Linked DNA regions of Sus scrofa: all the other regions are linked to region 3. The links are chromatin contacts, called in public HiChIP or PLAC-seq maps. All regions are on one chromosome and are shown on one strand. Each heading gives the region's core, a stretch centred on a gene start, on an enhancer-like site or on the middle of the called end of the contact. The rest is flanking DNA. Distances are from core to core; before and after follow the strand shown.

What was found. HiChIP or PLAC-seq counts read pairs in DNA pulled down with a chosen protein or histone mark.
Region 1: an H3K27ac HiChIP or PLAC-seq map of skeletal muscle shows a contact between it and region 3. The contact joins two enhancer-like sites. A contact is called at or near these places in 1 of 47 Hi-C or Micro-C datasets (skeletal muscle) and 1 of 2 datasets of contacts at active chromatin or transcription factors (skeletal muscle).
Region 2: a contact with region 3 is called in an H3K27ac HiChIP or PLAC-seq map of skeletal muscle. The contact joins two enhancer-like sites. A contact is called at or near these places in 7 of 47 Hi-C or Micro-C datasets (fetal skeletal muscle, heart right ventricle, mesenteric adipose tissue and 2 more) and 1 of 2 datasets of contacts at active chromatin or transcription factors (skeletal muscle).

Annotation. Positions count from the first base shown.
Region 1 is chr13:181,054,184-181,058,796 of Sscrofa11.1, forward strand. The region is part of intron 3 of LOC106508546; the gene reads left to right. Among named protein-coding and RNA genes, the nearest start is that of MIR99A, 250 kb to the right of the region's middle. Within about 2 kb of position 2,593, at least 35 of the 83 cell types and tissues checked have an H3K27ac peak or open chromatin away from gene starts, as enhancers often do. A contact at or near this core is called in skeletal muscle, where this site is marked.
Region 2 is chr13:181,345,563-181,350,055 of Sscrofa11.1, forward strand. It overlaps a transcript of LOC106508546 not described here. Among named protein-coding and RNA genes, the nearest start is that of MIRLET7C, 45 kb to the left of the region's middle. Within about 2 kb of position 2,464, at least 59 of the 83 cell types and tissues checked have an H3K27ac peak or open chromatin away from gene starts, as enhancers often do. A contact at or near this core is called in fetal skeletal muscle and skeletal muscle, where this site is marked.
Region 3 is chr13:181,189,095-181,193,476 of Sscrofa11.1, forward strand. All of the region lies in intron 5 of LOC106508546, which reads left to right. Among named protein-coding and RNA genes, the nearest start is that of MIR99A, 110 kb to the right of the region's middle. Within about 2 kb of position 1,412, at least 18 of the 83 cell types and tissues checked have an H3K27ac peak or open chromatin away from gene starts, as enhancers often do. A contact at or near this core is called in fetal skeletal muscle and skeletal muscle, where this site is marked.

The DNA of each region.
Region 1 (4,613 bases), core at 1,343-3,842, 130 kb before region 3:
CATTACCACCTCCAGACTATTACTCAGGAACAGGTCCTCTCTGTGGCTCACAGAGTTTCCAGAAAGAGAGGAAAAAAAAAAAGAACTATTGTACTATTCCATGACTCAGAGTTGCAAGCATGTTCAACTATGCCTCTTCCTTCACCCTGTCACAGAGTGCAGGTCCCAGTGGAAATTAATGAGGAGCCCTACTCTAGAGTTAACTGTACTAATGTTTTGAAAACACATATTTCGAAGAGCAAACTCCCAATTGACCAAACCGTTAATACCTGCTTCTCAGAAAATACCAATCACGATAGAAACTGAGGTTTGGTAATACGCATTCTGCACTAAAATATTGCTATTCCTTCGGCAATTAAAGGTGTACACCAACACAATAAAGTTTTAAGGTGATTTAATTCAGTAACACACAGTCTTATGAATAAAAATTATTGACTTTCACTTAGCCCTATTTAATTATTAAACTCATTGCTATAAAATTAGCTTATTGAGTTATTATTTCATACAAGACTGATATATATTTCAGATCATTCTCCATTTTACAAAATAACTCTTTTCACATATTTGTATCACTTTACAAGTATTTCTTTAACATTCATTGAATTACTGACTTTTATATATTTAAAGATTAATTTTGCTTAGATAACTTGTGAAGAACAATTGGAATTTCTGTTTCTAGAAATAGTTTGATTCACATTAATTATAATAATGACTTACATCAATGTTAAAGAAAAATATTGAACATTATTTTGCATTTGTAGTTCCATTGTGTCTTTAATGAATTTCTAAAGTCATAGTACCTAAATAGAATTTCACAAGGTACTGGGACCATTTAATATAGAAATAAATTTACTTTTGTATTGAATTTTTATTAAGCGTCTGTGGCTCAAATTTTATGTAAGAGAATTCCTTGAACTATGGATTTCCATGTTTTACATACTAAAGTGACACCTATGGATAGAGAGCAAATGAATGTGCTATTTATAATAATGACTTTGTTTTAGATAGGTTACATAATACATTTATATGACTTTATTATGTGAGTGGTTTAGAAGTGTCTTGTGTTCCTTTTACTTTGCTTGTTTTTAAGAAACTATGTGTGTGAGAGTCTGCGTGTGTTCATGTATTTTTATCTTCTCAAGTATTACCTAATAGCATTTCAAGATATATAGTGGTAAAAATGTGCCTTATATTTAGTCAATTCACATTTCTTTATGTATACTTTAGGAATATTTGTTTTAAAATGATATTCAACTTTTTTTGACATATTCAAGTATAGGAAAGAAAAGTTTAGTGAAAGATATCGTGGAACAATTTATGTGCAAAGAGTTTAGAAGTTAATTTTGCTTTATTGACCAAAATAAAATGAGGGAACAAAGATTTACTAGGGTGAAGATATTAATTGGAACAGAAAATATAACTCTTTATTCTGAAATGCACCTGCATGTTAACAACAGTTCGAAAATCTGAAGCACAGATTTTAAATGAATGTACAATGAAATTTTAAACTTTTTTATTCCCCGTAAAATCATTTTCAAGGTGAAATGGAAGTTAAGTACATTTAAAGACTTTTGGAGCAGAAAATAGATTGACTTCAGGTGGTACTGGGTAAACTTTCAGTTTGTAATGAAATAGATATTCTTTACTATTCATGATAAGGGTGAATAAAAATGAAGCACTTAGTTTAAAAAAATAAACTGGAAAGAATGTAACACTTTCACTCCTTAGATTCTTAAGTCATTTTTTTTGTTGTTGTTGTTCTTTTGTTCTGTAATTGATTGCTAGCACCCCCTTTAACCCACCTTAAAGGGCAGCAGGAAATTCATGTTTTCGTTCATCAGCCCATCCCTCTGAAAGGCGTTCGATATTAAAACAGTTTGCAGGGAGCAAAAGCAGAGGAAACAAGAGGCCCAGCTAGCCTGTAGCAAGGTTAGAAGATACACTGCAAGATTGCCTGCAACATTGCATCGAGTCTTGTTCCTGTCCAGTATTTGCATGGAGAGATCAAGTTAATTAGGGTATGACTGTTCTTCACTTTCTATGTGACCTTTTATTCTATCTGTGGCTCTCTAGTTCATGCGGTGTCATAAAGCTATGGGAAAGTCTTTCTAGCTGTTTGACACAAACTGGAAAAAATTAAGCATTGATATTTCCTTTTGCCTGAAGGTTTTTACAGCAGCAAATTACTGCAGCGGCAAAGTTGATGTTGTGGTAGATTTGCTGTGGGTGTCAGAATGTTTCTTTTGTCTTTTTAGCTCCCCGCCTTCCCTGATGATCAGGTGCGACCAAGTGAGTTGTGCAGAGAGGTGGGGGTGGGGGAGGGGGTTCAGGAAGAGGTTACATGGCAGAATTCCCACGAATGCTGGCGAAGGATGAAAAAGATAAAGAAATCTTGTTTTTCTGAACTAGAGGATTCTCTGCATGACTTCCCCACTGTTGGGGTGATGAGCTTTCAGGCTAAGATTTTATTAACAATTCATATGGAGATTGAGGGCAGCGGAGGAGCAGATTCTCACATAAACTTGATCTGTCCATGAATGCTGTTCTCTGTTTGCCCTGACCCTGCATGGCTTAAGACACTGCCTGTGAGGCCAGTGTGCCAGACACAAAGAAAGAAATGAAAAGCAAGCACATTCCAGGAGTCTGCACAAAAGACCCAGCAGTTTCTAGTCGTCTCCCCAGAGAGGATCTTATCTCTGCATGGCCAAAAACCTCTAGAATGTTTTCATTTGTGTACCCAAAGTTTTAAAATTGACATGGCCGTTTATTAGGCAGTAGCCTATAGCCCTGTTTTCTTAGGTTTTAAAGTTTTGTTCTCAGAACTTGTTGAAACTAGAAAAACATAAGCAAGGGTGCATTTTGTGAAGTTTGGCTTTAAAAGTCACTGGCCTTGAATTGTTTTTACTTTGTTGATTGGTAGGTACCTTGAAAAATGAATCCTTTTCAGCTTTAAGAGAAGCCAGAACAACATTTTAAAGCTTGACTTGACTTCATGATGCCTTATGACACTGCAACTCTGAAACTTGTGGCAGAGTTAAGGCGTGAGATGAAATTGACATGGGGGCGCAAGCCAGCCACCCCCATGCTCCTGAGCACAGACAACCTAGCTACATTAAAGAAAGAAGCAAGTGAAAAGTTTGAGTGAGACAAAAGTGCAAGGGAGTCAGGGACTTTTAACGTTGTAATATTTCAGCAATTATTGGCAGTTCACTATTTTATCTAGATGCATTAAAACAGGATCATAACAAACTATCACAAGATATTTCTTTGTAATTTAATATACTACATTTTATCACCTAACAAATGCACATTCCAGGTGTCAGATATATTAAAGTTTGGGGATAAATATTTGATAAACATAATTCGGTTGCTAAATTACGTTTCCACAGATTCTTAAAAATTGGAAAATCCAGATACACAGACTCTTGAATTTTGTGTATGTGTTTAGCTGTTCAAGTTGTTTCAAACTTTTATAGTTCATGAATTAAATAGCCAGTAGAGGAATGCAGGCAAATGCTATTAATTATGATAGGCTTTGTTCCTTTCATTTTATAATGGTTTTATTTCCATGAAATTAACTGTTGTACTTAGGCTAATTGTCAGTAATTGGTGACAGAATCACTTCATTGTTTTTCTATAGCATGATACTAATTAGGATCTTTGCAGTATTGGCTCAGCCATGTTCTATATTCTACCTTCTATATTGAATCATTGGTACATAAAATCAAGTGCAACTTTAAAAAAAATCCATTAGATAAAATGCTTCTATTAATAATTAAATCTTTTAAACAGCTAGTTGTAAATTAATTTTAAAATATTGAAATAGAAGGAAGCTTTATTATAGATTTGTTGGGTTCATGAAACATCAATTGATCTTTCGGATTTGAATTGAATCCAGTGGAATCATCCTTAAAATATCACAGTTGTAATTCCAACTCCTGAGCCACATGCATTTTTATTATTCTGTTTGTGTCTGCAACATTGAAATTAGCACTGCTAAAGTGTTTTGGTAAGGTATCACAGGACTGGATCCATTGTCTTTCTTTTCATGCCTGATAGAGATATCATAAAATATAGCATTTTTTGTTTGTTTTCTAACTAGTTTTTTTTTTTGCCACAAGAAAATGGTTTTTGAAGCACTTATATTTCAAATGAAAATATATATGAATAGTTGTGATTATAAGAGCTTAGTTTTATGCTTTGCTTTTAAATTTAGAAGATTGTGTTCCATGTGGTTGACAGGTTATAAAAAGAGAAAATGAGAGAATATTCTATTTTGTGAAGTGAGGTTTAATGCCGATGGGAGAAAATATTACAACTCTGTATATCCTATTAAAACAATCACAGTCAATACTACTTTGCTCATTTTTAAAAGAATTCTTCTCATCCAATTCACCTGTGATCTGTATGAATTTGTAAGTTATGGAAGTTTTCTAATACTTTGAGGTATAGCCTCCTTGCTTCTTTTCCTTGTTCTATGGTACTTTTACCAATCCGGTGCATTTTGCAGTTTACAGTGAACTCAGTTTGTTTTAAAAGCAACCATAATGTATAACTTGGAGCTTAGTGCCTCACAGTTCTGAAAAAAGTTTTTAAGAAGTGATTAGGAAAAT
Region 2 (4,493 bases), core at 1,214-3,713, 160 kb after region 3:
TTCCTTTAATTTAATAATACATCATTTGATATAGATCCAGATGTATCGTAGGTATTTTTTTAAGTTAATAGAACAAAACTCAAATAACATCTAAAAATAATTGATCTAGGAAGACTGCACTGCATTGCTTCTTCAAATTAAATATAAAATACATTGAAATTTTTATTTTGTAAATAGTTTGGCTGTAGTCAGAGTGTCCTTTAGGAATGTTTTAGTATTGATGGATAGACGTTTAGAATAAGAAGAGACCTTAATCTTGTGTCTATGACAGCCATAGTTGAACTGATACATCTTCTTTCAAATAAATATTGATTTAATCAGGGCTACATTCCTGTTGGCTCAAAGGTGGTCTTGATAAAAAGCCTGGGCACTGGGCAACTGACTAACTCAGATCCAGACATAAATATTTTAAATGCATGGCCATTCGTTTATAATTATTATTTTTCTTCAAACCTTTCTTCTTTATCTTATAACTCCCTTGGTTAATGTTTTTATGCTTTCTGTTAAGTTAAATAATGTGTGTGTCTTCCCTGTATGTAACATTCAGAGACGGCATGGAATAGGAAAAAACAAAAGTGGTATTTGCATCTGTTGTTTCCGATTCACAGAGCTGGGAGTGAGGTGCTTAAGCTGACTGTCCACAGAGCTAAGATATCAGTAGGCAGTTTGCTGTAAGCACATGTTCAATTATTAAAATAGTCGACATTTTATGTCCGATAGCCATGGCAAGGTCACAACATTAATTTATCCAGAGTATTGTGGGCAACTGTCTAGAAAAAAAAAAAAATAGCGTAAAGGACACAGATGATTCTGGAGAGAGAGAGAGGAAAAAAAAAGATGGATCTGAGCAAAGAGACTTTAGAAATGACCAGTTTAGTACACAGACGTAGAACAGGAAGGAAGTCAGCAGGCGTCTTACCAACAATCAGTATTTTAAACTATGCTGTGTATGCATTAGTTTCTGTTACAGGTTTTCAGTAAATTCTAAGCTCGAACTCTGATCTGGAATCTTTGGTTTCTGAAATCGAATTTCCTATTTTATTTGTTACTTCAATGCTCAGTGATTCTTTGCTCTTTCCCCTGTTCCTTTTTTCCCCTTATCCACCATTCCCCTCCCTCCTCCCTTTTCTGTTTCCTTTTCTTCCTCCCCCTCCTGTTCTTTCCTTTCCTGTATTTCTCTCTCTAGTGAGAGTGTGTAAACTCCAAGCTTCCTCCAGGTGACGGTTTCTTTATTTGTGCTTTTTATTTTTGCTCTTAAGTTTTCCCTTTCCCCCCTTTTTCTCTCAAATCAGGAGCTTGGAGGGGCTGATTGTAAAGGTACATATCCTAGTTCAGTTGCTTCTTTCTCTTTAAGGGTTGTGTGATGTTTTCTTTGGAACCTCTGCAAACGGTTGTCCTTCACGTTTGTTGCCACAGATCTGCTGCCAGACTGCTACCTTAGTTGGTCCTGCAGTGCCGCAGTGCATGATGGGATCTGTCTGTGTGGGTAAACCGAAATTTCTCCAGCACCAGACAGCATTAGAGTTGGCTTGAGAATCATCGTACTTTTTCTATCCTTTGTATCTAGTTCTTGCAAGCTGCGGAGTCACTGATGGCTGGCTCTGTCTGGCAAGTTATTCAGAAATATTGCTTGTGTAGAAAAGAAAGGTAGGCAGTTTACCACGTTCTATCATTAAAGGGAACAGTTGAAGAACAAAGGAACTGGTAAATACCTATATACTGCCTTCTATGTTATGAAACACTGTAGCTCACATACGACTGCGTCCAAATTTTTACTTCTTATTGTAACAATGCACATAGTAGATTGTTTTCACATATATGTGCAAATCCATATTGTAAGTAAACATATCTTTAATCTTTAATATTTATAGCCTGCAAACATTTTCTAGTCTCAAAAACTGATATACATATTCATCAACACGGCTATTTATTATTATTTTTAAAAGTTCTTAAATCGAAAAAGTAAATATATATATATATATATATATATTAATATCCCTGTCGGTTAATTTCATCCCATCAAGTTAGGATTTCAGCGCAGTTTAAATCATATTGATGATTCAGATCCTGGCAGATCTCGTAATTCCTGTGAAATGAGAGCACAGCTAATAAAAATATTAAGCAATTATTTTTATTAAAATCATAGTTTTTTTTCATTAGTAAATAGAAATGATTGATCTTTACAGATCCACCTCAATCATGTGTCTCTTAAGCTGTTTGTGGGTTTCAGAGACAAGTGGAAAGGGTTTTTTTTTTGCTCTTTCGTCAGCCGGGATGGGGGTGGGTGGGAATGAAAGCGTAGAATAAAGTCTAAGACTGCTAAAGATTTGCTGGCATTATTTCTCTATCACGTGTGAGCCTGGCTGCCTGCTTCCTGAGGTAGTGAATCCAGGATGAGACTGTGTCGGAGCCTGTTTCCACAACTGTATTTGGAGATCTGTCTTATTGATTGGGAGTTGGGGGAGGGTGGGGATCGGAGTGTGAGGTGAGGGGTGGACCTGCTGACTACTGGCTCAGTGAAGCACAAGACAGTTTCTTCCGGAAAGATGTCAAACAACTGAGACATAGCCACAGAGGAAGTAGAAATGTGGAAAAATAAGGAGACCCTGGAAGAAATGAAGGCTCTGAGGGCTTTTTCTTTTAACTCCTTTTCTTTCTTTCTGTTGTTTTTTTTTTTCTTCCATCATCTGACCTGCAAAAGCTAGAGTGACAGCGTCATGCAAATACTGCAGTCCCGCAGGTCTGGGAGAGGGTGGATGCTAGACTGTGAGTTAATGTTAATGATGAGCGCAGTGAAAATACCAGCCGCTGCCACCCCCAGCACACAGAAGCGCTCTGAGTCAGCATCAGATGCTTTGCCTCGCCTCTCGCTGGGTGTCTGTATGCCTGTGCGCGCGCGTGCTCGCTCCGGCATCCGTGTCTAGCCGAGGGGAGGGGGTGGCGTGTGAGTGCGTGGAGGGTAAAAGCCAGTCAGTCAGTGAGAAGCAAAGGTACGTTGGAGAGCAACTAAAATCTGACTGATTTCCATCTTTGGAGCATCAGATGTATTCCCTAAGGAGGATGGGTCTCCGTGATGGGGGTGGTATAATTATGTTAATGTCATATTTATGGAGGGGTGAGATTTTTCATTCTAATAATTGGTTGAATGCTATGGTCAAAAATTGTAAAGCCATATTCAGTTTTAAGGAAAAGCATGGACTTATATCTAAGGACTGTTTTATTTTTTTGCTTTTTATGAGTGCTGCTTTTTTGTTTTATTTTATTTTTTAACTATTTACTATTTTAAGCCATAACTGATTCAGTATGGAAAATCAAACGATAAACAGAAAGAGATCTTATATAATGATGCATTACATCATGGAGCAGAATATTTAAAGTCTTAACAAGGCAAAGTAAAGATCTGGACAGAGGGTGGGGGGTGGTGGTTGGAAAGGGGTGTGGTACTAGGGTGGAGGAGGGGGGCCAGTTAGCAAATATTTTGTTCAGTATAGCTTTCCTTGCAGCTTACTTGGAAATGGATGATTCACCTGTTCTACAGGAAAACATTCTAATTCTTTCCATTTTTTTGTTTTTTTTTTTTTTCCTCCTCTTTTCCCTTTTAAGATCAACCACTTCAGAAGAACCAGATTCCACTTCTGTGGCCAGGACTTTTATGTTATGGCTGGTCCGATTGTTTTACCCTGCGTTCTATGCTACTAAACCTTGGATCATTCCTAAAGTACAAATTCTGTTCTCGAACCACAAACAAGGCTAAAAGATCGGAGGAAATTCAGTGAATATGCAGGATGGGGGTTGTGTATTTTCAAAAGTATTGAGCTTTATAATGCAATTATTTAAAAATAGAAACATTTTTTTTAATCATGTTGCCAGCATTTTAAGTTACGTGTTTGTTAAGTGGCATTGCTCAAATAGCTACAGAGTATGCATGGAAATATTGGCTGTCTGAAGAGTTTGGAGATTCAAAGAGAAATAGCAAGCTTCAGAGGTATTAAATTATGACATGCAAAAAAGTTTTTGTTTTATTCTTAACTGCAACAGTATATATTTAAATTAGATTTAAAGTGTTATATGTCCTGGGCCCACCTTAAAAGTTGTGCTGTATAGACTTGTAATGAGAAGCGAAATTTCAATTAGGGTCCCATTAACTGGCATATAATCCTCCTTTAATATAATGGAGGCTATGGTGTTGCTGTACAAATAGTCTAGAAACAGATTTTAACCCATTTTTGGTATCTTTCTTGGATCTAATGGAACGACTCTTAACTGTTTATTATCTGCCTTGTTTCTTACAGTCTTCATTATTTTAAGGTCTGAAATTAGTCTGTAAATGGTCGTCGTGAATACTCAGCTCATCCTGCCTTTTATATACCATATATATTTCTACGTATGTCATTTAATTAGTACTTAGAGGAAAAAGTTAATTGGACCCAACTGTAATTTCTAAACTAGCTTTATAACTGGAAGAAGAATTCTACCGCATCAAACCAGACTTT
Region 3 (4,382 bases), core at 162-2,661:
TTGGGTGGGTTGAATGGGTACCATCTTTGATCTTAGAGGTACTAGGTAGGGCCCTCGTTTATTGCTATATGATATTTTAGTGTAGCAGTTTTAGTGTTAACTTGAATATGTCAGAAGAATTGAAGTTGGAATTTCAAAAAAAATGCATGAATCATTGTTACTTTCAAATTCCAGTTCTCCTCCGTGGTATAAAATATCACATTTCTTTTAATAGATCATAAAATTATTCCAAATTGCCAGATCCAAATGCCAAACAACAAACATCATCTTTAGGAGTAGGGTTAAATTTTACTCTCCAATGAAAAATTCCCAACCCAGAACAGATTTTAGCCAGGCAGTGAGCACAGCTCGCTGGGTGAACCACACAGGCCATGGTGGGTGCAGCGTTCAGAGCCGGAAAGCAAACAGCTGCTGTAGCCTGATTTGAGTTAAAATAGTGTGAGTGTTTAGTCTGGCGCACGGCTTCAGGGGAGATTGGCAGCTGGGTCAAACAAAGTCCTTCCATTGGCTCTCTTCCCAGGCAGCTTCTGCTAGTATTTAGGTACTAGTGCAGTGTAGGGCCTTTCTCAGGCAAAACCTAACATCTGACCGCACCCTCTTCGCTTTTTCCAGAAAAAAAAAAAAAAAAAAAAAGAAGAAGAAAGAAAGAAAGAAAAAAAGCTGCTTTTTCCTCTTTTTCCTTCTTTCGTTAAGATAAATTCTCCAGCAGGCAACTTCTCCCACTAATTGTGTATTAGCCATGTATTTTATCTTGAGAACTGACGCACTGGGCTCTCAACATGGTGTGGAAGGCAGCCTGTTACAGTGCTGGATTCATAAAAGGGCCTTTATGGTTTGTGAAAGAATATCTGTGTGCTTAGGCAGGAAACTTTTTGATCTGCAGAAAAGCCAGAAGACATCTAGGTAAGGCTGCGTATCAAATCTACTTTTTTGGGGGGGAAAGTTGGGCAGCGAGAATGATTCATCACCAGCGACAGGAGTTTGGAGTGTGCCTGATCACTTTGGTAGAAGTTTAAAAGGTACTATTTGTTTGCTTATTTTTTTGTTTGTTTGTTTAAATCTTAAGGGAATACTGTGGTCGGCATTTTTACGATTTTGTTTTCTGCTGTTGCACTGATTATAGTGGATATAGAGTTTTATTATATAGCAAAATCTTTGTAAACTGCCACAGAAAGAAAGTGTATTTAGAAGGGAAATTGACAAGTTTTAAAGAGTAATTGTACAATCATTTGAGAACAGAGGAACACTGCATTAGACTAACAAGGGTTTAATTACCAAAAAAGTTTAATGTTGCTTTGGAAGGAATATTAAGTAAGTTGTCTTTGTCTCTTACTTTTTAATTTTAGTCGCTGATTTAGCCTGTTGGGTCACATTTTTTGTTAGTGCTGAAGGCTGCCATGAATCCCTAATGAGGCCCCTTTGCACATGATTTTGGCACTTGGCCAAAATCAACTTCCCAGCGGCAAGCTTTCTCTAAAGAACCTGGAGCAAAAAAAAAAAAAAAAAAAAAAAAAAAAAATTTATTAGAAATCATGTCTGAAAGCTGCCATAACCAGTTGTGCAGGCATGTCATAATGACTTTATACCATAAATATGAAGCAAGCATTTAAAAAAATTTTCCTCATATTGTTGCCTTGAGAATTATGAATTTCTCCTTGTGGGCACCTAAAATAAGCTGTAACAAGAACAATCTTAGAGGAAAATGTTTACTGATTTTTTTGTTTTTCTCAGAAGACCAGAGTAGGGATGGTTATCTCACTGAGAAGTATACAGTACGAAAGGGTTATTCAAAACACTTCAGAATAAATAAAAGATGAATTCTTAAAATTGTTAATCTCTGTAAGTAATACTCAGTGGACAGTAAGTAATGAAGTTTTCTAGAAGTTTCAGTGTGAGCACAATTAAGCTTAACATTTTTAAATGAGATTTTTATATATTTTAATACCATGGTGTTTAGCATTCTAAAACATATTAGAAGTACTGTATAATTTTAAAAAATCTATTAACACCTTGATAGTATTTATAACAAATGTTTTAATAGAGGTGCTTGATATATAAGCATGACCGAATAACTTTAAATAATTGTATTTAATTGCTTTTTCACAATAAAAATGATGATTTTTTTTGAAATGAAAGGAATGCTGAAGCTCAAAGTCACTTTCATCTAATTTTTGAAGCTGTCAATTTTGATTTTATTATAACTGAATTTTGTCTTGTAAGCTGATACATTATTTTATACTCCAATATTTTGAGTTAAATTAACAAGTTGCAATGAAGTACCTTAATAATCTGATATTAACAACCTCAGATTTTATATAACCATTTTCAACAATATCTTTAGATATTAAAAATAGACACACTGCAGAGAATTTAAAAGCAGAAAAGTGGGATCTCGGTTGCTCTGATTTTTTTTCTTAAGAAATCCTGTTATCACTATACTACATGCCATTTTTGCCTCATAGATCAGTCGATGGTAACCTAGAGTGAAACTTTATTTTTTCACTTTAAAGTAATCGTCTTTCTCTTTAAAAATGTTGATGATGTATTCTTTAAAGAAACATGAGTTGGAGCTCTCTTAGTAGGTATGTTTTTCATATATTTATCACTATACTTAGTTTCACTTTTTTACTTACTGAACAATGTAAATTGTTGCTACTTGGGGTCATAGAAAAAAGTGAAATTTAAGTAAATTTTAGCATTAGGAAATGCATCTTGATCTCCTTTAGATCAATTTGTGTATTTATATAATTTATGTATGTATAAAATATTTTTTGTTATTGCTGTTGACTGAATCTTGATATTGTATTTACCTTGCTATTAGTTGCACTGAGGTATAGGGTGCTTGAAGTTACTATATCAGTCAACATTAAAATACAGTATAAATGGGGAAAGGCAAATACAGAGCTGCTATTTGTAGAAATTTACCTGCATAAGTTCTATAATTCTATTTGAGTTCACAGTTGAACTCTCATTTGATGTAATCTTTGATACTCTTTGAAAAAGAAGTCAACATATGAGGTAGACATTTCAAAATTTCAGAAAAGCAGGAATATTTTTATCATTTACTGTCTTCAAACAGGTGCAAGAAAAATAAGATTGCTTCTTCACAGAGTTCTTGCTTAAAAATTATTTTTGAATTGTATTTTTATAGTTTTATTTTAATCCTATCTCACAAATGCATAACATTGTCTTCTGTTTCCATTTTTATTTTTTGATTATTTTACCTATCTGCAATTGATAGAATATTTATCCTAAAAATACTGAAAAATGTTTCTACTGATTTTAGCTGTTGTTGTTTAAGGTTTTTTGATTAATTAGAGGCCATAGCAAAATAAATGTCATAAAATATAAAACTTTTATAGTGCGCAGTCATGTGTTTTTTTTTGAGTTGGAAGAAACTTAATTAAAAAAATTGATAAGTATTTTTGAGTTGAAGTAAAACAAGTAAGTACTGAGGAAAATTTAAGCTGTACTCTACTGAAAAAGCTAAGAAATATACTTTCTTTTGCTGTAGCTATGAATTGTAATCGAGTATTTCGAAAGTGTAGGCTTTTTGGCAGAATTATTACCTAATTTTCCTTTGGGGACCATAAATGCAAAACACTGATTACAATTTTTCACTGAGTTGACATTTTAAAACAATATTCAGCATACAATTACTTTAAAAAATATTTCAGTGTTTTTGTTAAATTTATTCGCGAAGGGCAGTTTGAATAATTTGCTTTATTCATCATTTTTTCCAGTCCTTTGGAAATATGAAAATCTATTTCACTTTACAATATGGAAACTACTTCATGCACTCTTCAGAGAAAGTAAAATTCATTTGTAGTTGTCAATTTAGATTATTGAGCCTTTACAACTTTAAATGTGAGAGTGCTTTAATTTGTTTGTTTTAATTATGCAACAGGCACAGAAAATGCTTTCTTTCCCCCACTTAAAAGAGATATTAAATAAGTATAAAATTTAATTCTCATTGAAAAGAAAACTTTAAAACTGTAGTATTTTACCTAAAACTTTTAAAACATGAGAAGTGTTACAACAGGGCATTTTTGCTAAGCATTTTATCATTTAAATGAAATGCTTTGTTCTCAATGGGAAATTCCAGCACGAGATAAATGTATTGCTACATTAGACAGAATATAGTTATTGAATTTCAGCACAACTGCAGTGATCTCTGCTGTAAAAAATGAATATATGTGGGATGATCTTGGATTTGCAATAGAAAAGTAAATGGTGAAGCACGTGAGGCAGGAACCTTTGTTGTATTAGCGAAAGTATGTGCTAAAAGTGAAGAGATACTTTTCATGTAAACAGCCGATAATATTTTGTCATTCAGTTAATACAATAAATCTTGAGCATTAATACAATTAAATCTTGAACAT